Linked DNA regions of Nomascus leucogenys: region 2 is linked to region 1. A link is a contact called in public Hi-C data. All regions are on one chromosome and are shown on one strand. Each heading gives the region's core, a stretch centred on a gene start, on an enhancer-like site or on the middle of the called end of the contact. The rest is flanking DNA. Distances are from core to core; before and after follow the strand shown. Region 1 holds the start of ABHD12 (lysophosphatidylserine lipase ABHD12). Region 2 overlaps ABHD12 (lysophosphatidylserine lipase ABHD12).

Evidence for each region. A called contact is a pair of places that touch in the nucleus more often than the background predicts.
Region 2: a contact with region 1 is called in a Hi-C map of a lymphoblastoid cell line, with 2.7 times the contacts expected there. The contact joins the enhancer-like site here to the promoter of ABHD12 in region 1. A contact is called at or near these places in 2 of 4 Hi-C or Micro-C datasets (a lymphoblastoid cell line and an unstated tissue).

The regions. Positions count from the first base shown.
Region 1 is chr13:39,750,459-39,753,408 of Asia_NLE_v1, forward strand. ABHD12 (lysophosphatidylserine lipase ABHD12) reads left to right here and starts at 1,517. Exons shown (of 13, transcript XM_030826581.1): 1 at 1,517-1,998. The coding sequence starts at 1,808.
Region 2 is chr13:39,844,441-39,847,390 of Asia_NLE_v1, forward strand. The region is part of intron 12 of ABHD12 (lysophosphatidylserine lipase ABHD12); the gene reads left to right. It overlaps PYGB (glycogen phosphorylase, brain form), which reads right to left. Exons shown (of 20, transcript XM_030826579.1): 20 at 2,322-2,950. Among named protein-coding and RNA genes, the nearest start is that of PYGB, 61 kb to the right of the region's middle. Within about 2 kb of position 1,566, the one cell type or tissue checked has an H3K27ac peak away from gene starts, as active enhancers do. A contact at or near this core is called in a lymphoblastoid cell line, where this site is marked.

The sequences.
Region 1 (2,950 bases), core at 267-2,766:
TGGTAGCCAGCGCCTGTAGTCCCAGCTGCTTGGGAGGCTGAGGCAGGAGACTGGCCTGAACCTGGCGGGCGGAGCTTCCAGTGAGCCGAGATCTCGCCACTGCACTCCAGCCTAGGCGAGAGCGAGACTCCGTCTCAAAAAAAAAAAAACTAATATAAAAAGCTGTTGAATTTCTAAACGCATTTCCAACTGACCTTAAATTATCAATTGCCAATAGTTTTCAAAGTGACGAATATTGAAATTTCTAAAGTTACTTTGGAATAAGTAAGCAAATATCTCTCTTGGTTATAGATCATCTATAAAATGAATGCCATATTGAAGAAAGCCAAAGTTATAAAACTAAATTTGTGAAACAGCCCTTTATTCTTTCCTTTTCTCTTTTTAGGATGGGTTGAATTAGTACTAAATTTGGGTTTCATAAGGGCGAATTTATCTTTGAAATGGATTTTCCTCCCATCAGGTAGTCTTAATTGCTTTATAAAAATCTAAAATCTAATACAGGTTTGTAAAAAGTAAATTTTTCAAGCAGTTCATTTCCATATGTTCGGCCCAAAAGTAAACACTGAGTATATACATTTGCTTCAAATTAAAAATTGACGACCGGAAAGCATAGTTTTTTTTTTTTTTTTTTTTTGTTTGAGACGGAGTCTTGCTCTGTCGCCCAGGCTGGAGTGCAGTGGCGCTATCTCGGCTCACTGCAAGCTCCGCCTCCCGGGTTCACGCCATTCTCCTGCCTCAGCCTCTCCGAGTAGCTGGGACTACAGGCGCCCGCCACCGCGCCCGGCTAATTTTTTGTATTTTTAGTAGAGACGGGGTTTCACCGTGGTCTCGATCTCCTGACCTCGTGATCCGCCCGCCTCGGCCTCCCAAAGTGCTGGGATTACAAGCGTGAGCCACCGCGCCCGGCCAGGAAAGCATAGTTTTAAAGGCAAAGTCCATGCGGAAAAAGAATTAAAAATCACGAGAACGGTGGCTCACGCTTGTAATCCCAGCACTGTGGGAGGCCGAGGCGGGCGGATCACGAGGTCAGGAGATCGAGACCACGGTGAAACCCGTCTCTACTAAAAATACAAAAAAAGTTAGCCGGGCGTGGTGGCGGGCGCCTGTAGTCCCAGCTACTTGCAGAGGCTGAGGCAGGAGAATGGCGTGAACCCGGGAGGCGGAGCTTGCAGTGAACCGAGATTGCGCCACTGCACTCCAGCCCGGGCGACAGAGCGAGACTCCGTCTCAAAAAAAAAAAAAAAAAAAAAAAAAATCACGAGAACGGAACTGCGATTTGCTACCTCTGGGTTTCCGTTCGCAGAAGCGCGAGGGGCCCAGCGCTGCGGCTCTGGCTCGCTGGGCCACCCCTTTCGGGCCACTGAATGGGGCACGACCGGGAGCGGGTGCTCCTCACACCGAGCGCCCGAGCGAGGACAGCTGCAGCCTCGGGATGGAGCCCAGAGCCCTGCCCTGCAGATGACGCGCCGCTGCAGCTTCGTCCACCCTCCCACAAAATGGCTGCGGGTGGCGCTGGGGATGCTGGGCGGGCACTCCTCGGAACCGGGGAGGAGGTGGGCGGGGCGGGGCGGGGCCGGGGGTGGGTGGAGGGCAGGGCCGGCGGGAGCCCGGCGCTGATTGGCCGGCCTGGCCGGCGGGCCCCCGCCGCCGGTTCGTAGCCGGCGCCGCGGCCTGGGTTGGGATGTGAGGAGCGGCGGGTTCCGGGCTCCGGGCTCCTGGTGGCGGCGGCTGTGAGCGGCGGCACTGCGGCGTAGGCAGCGGGCGAGGCCAGCGGGCGCCGTCGGCGGCCGGCCCTGTCGGCCGCGGCATGAGGAAGCGGACCGAGCCCGTCGCCTTGGAGCATGAGCGCTGCGCCGCCCCGGGCTCGTCCTCCTCCGGCTCGGCCGCCGCGGCGCTGGACGCCGACTGCCGCCTGAAGCAGAACCTACGCCTGACGGGCCCGGGGGCGGCCGAGCCGCGCTGCGCAGCCGACGCGGGAATGAAGCGGGCGCTGGGCAGGTGAGGTTTCGCGCGGAGCTGGGGGCTCCTCATCTGGCGCAGGTGCGTCCCTCAGGGGGCCCCCGTACCTTCCAGCCCCTCCCAGAGTGGCCGTCCGCCCGATCCGCAGCCGCCCCCGTCCGCGCTTGTGTCCCGCATTTGGCCCGCAGCGGCCCCACTCCCGCTCCCTTCCCCAGGCACCGCGGCGGGAGCGTCCTGCCCTGCCCCTGACCCCCTGTGTCCTCCTCCCGCCCTGTCGCAGGCACTCCCAGCCTAGCCTTGCACCCCGACCGTTTCCCAGGGAGGCCGGGGGGGACCCTTACGCTGGGGGCTTGGCGCCGCCCGAAGTCATGACCCCGCGTGGGAGAGCAGGGTAGGGGGTGGGGAGTCCTTGGGAGATCCCTGGACGCCAGGCACAGCAGAGGCGAGAGGCAGAGGGGCCGGCGCCAGACCCTGAGAGCGCTGGGGCCCACTCGGACCTCCTCCTCTTCTGCATCGGGCCCCACACCGAGCGCCCGGGCGAGCGCCTCTCGGGCTGGGCTGCGTGCGCGGAGCCTTACTGGCGGCTCTCCCCGGTAACTACGGTCGGGGGCGTGCGTCACTTAGAACTCGGGGACCTTTGGGGAAGGGCTTCAGTGGGCCGCGGGGTGCTAGGGGAAGGAGGGACTCGGAGCATCGCAGCTGTCGGAGGGAAACCTGTCCTTCGCTCTGCTGGTGGTGGTTCGTGGTACTTGAAATCTGTCCGCACAAGTTCACCTTCTTGGGAATCACCTTGCAGTCCTGAGTCGTTTGGTTATTGGCGTTCTCCCTTTGGGTAGAAGATGAATGCATTTATATAAAGCCACTTTCAAAACTGAGATGGGAACATGTTTCATAGGGACACATTTCTCCTCCCATCTGCTGGTTTCCTCATTATCTGGCTGTTTGTAGAACGTAGCATTTCTGACAGCTTTGAAGCCTTGCTATTTCGTGG
Region 2 (2,950 bases), core at 316-2,815, 94 kb after region 1:
ATCGTCCCCTCCTGCCCTGTGTACCTGCTTGCCTTTCTCAGCTGCCCCGCCTCCCCTGGGCTGGCCCACTCACCCACAGTGGAGGTGCCCGGGATCTGCACTTCCTCCCCTTTCACCTACCTGTATGCCTAACCTGGCCTTAGACTGAGCTTTATTTAAGAATAAAATCGTGGTGGTGGTCCTTTTGTCTCTCTGCAGCGCGAGAAGGGTCAGTGTTGCCTCCTGCCATGTCAGGCGCCCCGCATACTCTCAAACACGGCCCCAGCCAGGCTCAGAGCCCAGAGCCTAAAGCCTCTAGCTGCTTTGGAGCCACTCCATGACTCAGCCTCAGGCTATGAAATTTTCTAGTCCCAGCAGCTCAGAAATTTGCCAGGAGTAGGAAGTTTTGTTCACCTGCTCGCCCCTTTTTCCAAGTTGCAGTCCCAGCAACTGCTGTGCGCTGGCAGGGAGCCCAGAGGTCCTTGCAGTTACACTCCTCCTTCGCTGGGGTACCCTGAGCTACCTACAGCAGTTCTCAGATCTAGAGAACACTTTTCCTAAGCAGGGGAGCAGCTGAGTAGACATTACATTACTTCTGAGGTCAGTTCATGAGAACACTGGCCCCCCTCCTGGCCAGGGTCTGCGCCGGCTCCTGGTCCCTAATCGGTGTCATTTCTGTTCTGCCCACCCATGGCCCCAGAGACACCACCTGCCCCAGGGTTGGGATCTGAGCCGGGGACCCAGAGTGTCTTTGCAAGACTATAGGAACCCCTAGGGGAGCCAGGCAGCCCCTTCTTTAGGACACAGGTTTACTCCAGCACAGAGCCCGAGGCTGCTCTCCTGGCCTTGTCGCACACTGCGGCTCCTGACCACGAAGCAGAGGCGACCTGCTCTACCTGGGCTGGCCTTCATCTTTTCCTCATTTTTTTGTCTGTGTAAGCTACTTTGTATCTTGCCTCAGTCCCCCAGCCAAGGATCCAAACTAAAAATACAAGCTCCTGGTGGGTTTTTTTGAGACAGTCTCACTCTGTTGCCCAGGCTGGAGTGCAGTGGCACAATCATAGGTCACAGCAACTTCCACCTCCTGGGCTCAAGCAGTTCTCCCACCTCAGCCTCCCAAGTAGGTGGGACTACAGGCACGTGCCACCATGCCCAGCTAATTCTTGTATGTTTTGTAAAGATGGGGTTTTCCATGTTGCCCAGGCTGGTCTCGAACTCCTGAGCAATCCTCCTGCCTTGGCCTCTCAAAGTGCTGGGATTATAGGCATGAGCCATTGCACTAGGCCAAGCTAGTTTTTTACAAAACTGACAGATGCAGGTAAGAGCAAGAAAGGCAGCTTCTGTGTGGCAGCTGCTCCATCACCTGTCAGCTCATTACACCCAAGTGCCCTACCCAGGGTGCTGAGCTCAGTCGTCCAAGCAACTAATCCCTGGGAGAGAACCCCACAGACCTGGGGAGGCAGAGACTCCCAGGGCACCATCTTGGTGCCGCCCACCCAGGTGCACAGTGGGTGCGGGGATGAGGACAACCTGGCAGCACCAACCCCTGCATGACTAGGACTGAGGCCAAGGAGGCCCATGGCACTCCAGCATCCCAGTTCTTGGGTCTTCAAGGTTGCACTGAGCCCTAGGCTCGTTTCTCCTGATTTCTTAATCTGCAACTGTACAATTGAGGGGCAGTGTTTTGGTCCCCAGGGCCAGGAGTGGGAGACAAAAGCTGCAGGTGCAAAGGGACCAGCACAAGTCACACCAGAAAGGTGTGTTTCTTATCCCCAGATAGCATGTTTAGTAATGGCTGGATTTGATAGGATTTTTAGAAAATAGCTAGCTTGGCCAGGAACAGTGGTTCACAACTGTAATCCCAGCACTTTGGGAGGCTGAGGTGGGCAGATCACCTGAGGTCAGGAGTTTGAGACCAGCCTGGCAAACATGGAAATTAGCCGGGTGTGGTGGTGGGCGCCTGTAATCCCAGCTACTCCGGAGGCTGAGGCAGGAGAATTGCTTGAACCCGGGAGGCGGAGATTGCAGTGAGCCAAGACCACGCCATTGCACTCCAGCCTGGGCAACAAAAGCAAAACTCCATCTCAAAACAAACAAACAAACAAAAACTAGCTGTTCAGGCACACATGGCCCCAGGTCCCACACCTAGTGGAGATGCAAACTTTTCTGCCCTCAATCCCAGAATGATGGGGTGTAATTCAGCTCTAGTTTCAGAGGTGGGACCTGTGGCCCACTTGCAGGTCTCATCCCTGCACTGGCACCACCCTGGGCCTCAGGCCTGTGTTCTCTGCTTCCCACAGCCTTACACCACCACCTGCAGTTAGCGAAACATAGACCCCACATCAGCCAACCACAGCCACAAAGGTTTAATCAGTTTATCTCACAAGGCAGTAACAATGAGGGGCACAGTGGTGGTCAGGGTGGTGGCCCCAGTGGCCAACTCGGGGAGTATGGCCTCCAGAGCCGCTGCCTGGGGCAGATGCTGTCAGGGCACGACCACAGCCCAGCACTTGCCCCACTCAATAAAAGGCTGTAGTGCTCTGGTGGGCTGTGCACCGTGCACAGATCCTCCTGGTGGGCACTGGAGGCCAGGGTGAAAAAGAGCCTCCCGCAGCCCAGATCCAACATGCAAGGTGCTAGATTTCTCGGCAATTCCACAGGGAAGGACAGTAGCCTGTTCCCTGCCCTCTCCCTTGGGCAATGGGAGGCAGGTTGCCAGCCTTGGGGAGGGGCAAGGCTGTGAGGGGCTCACCCCCACCTCCCAGTGCCAGGCCTGCTGTTCAAGCAGAGCACAAACGGGTTCCTCCGGGACCCCTGGTCCTTTTTCCAGGCTGTGGCACCAGTGGAAAGGGAGGGAGAATGGACCCTGGCCCTTGTGTGTACAACAGGAAATGCACCTCAGGACACAGCGGGAGTCGGCAGGAGGGCACAGACCTGCCCCCTGCCAGGCAGAAAATGGGCCTCCTCAAGC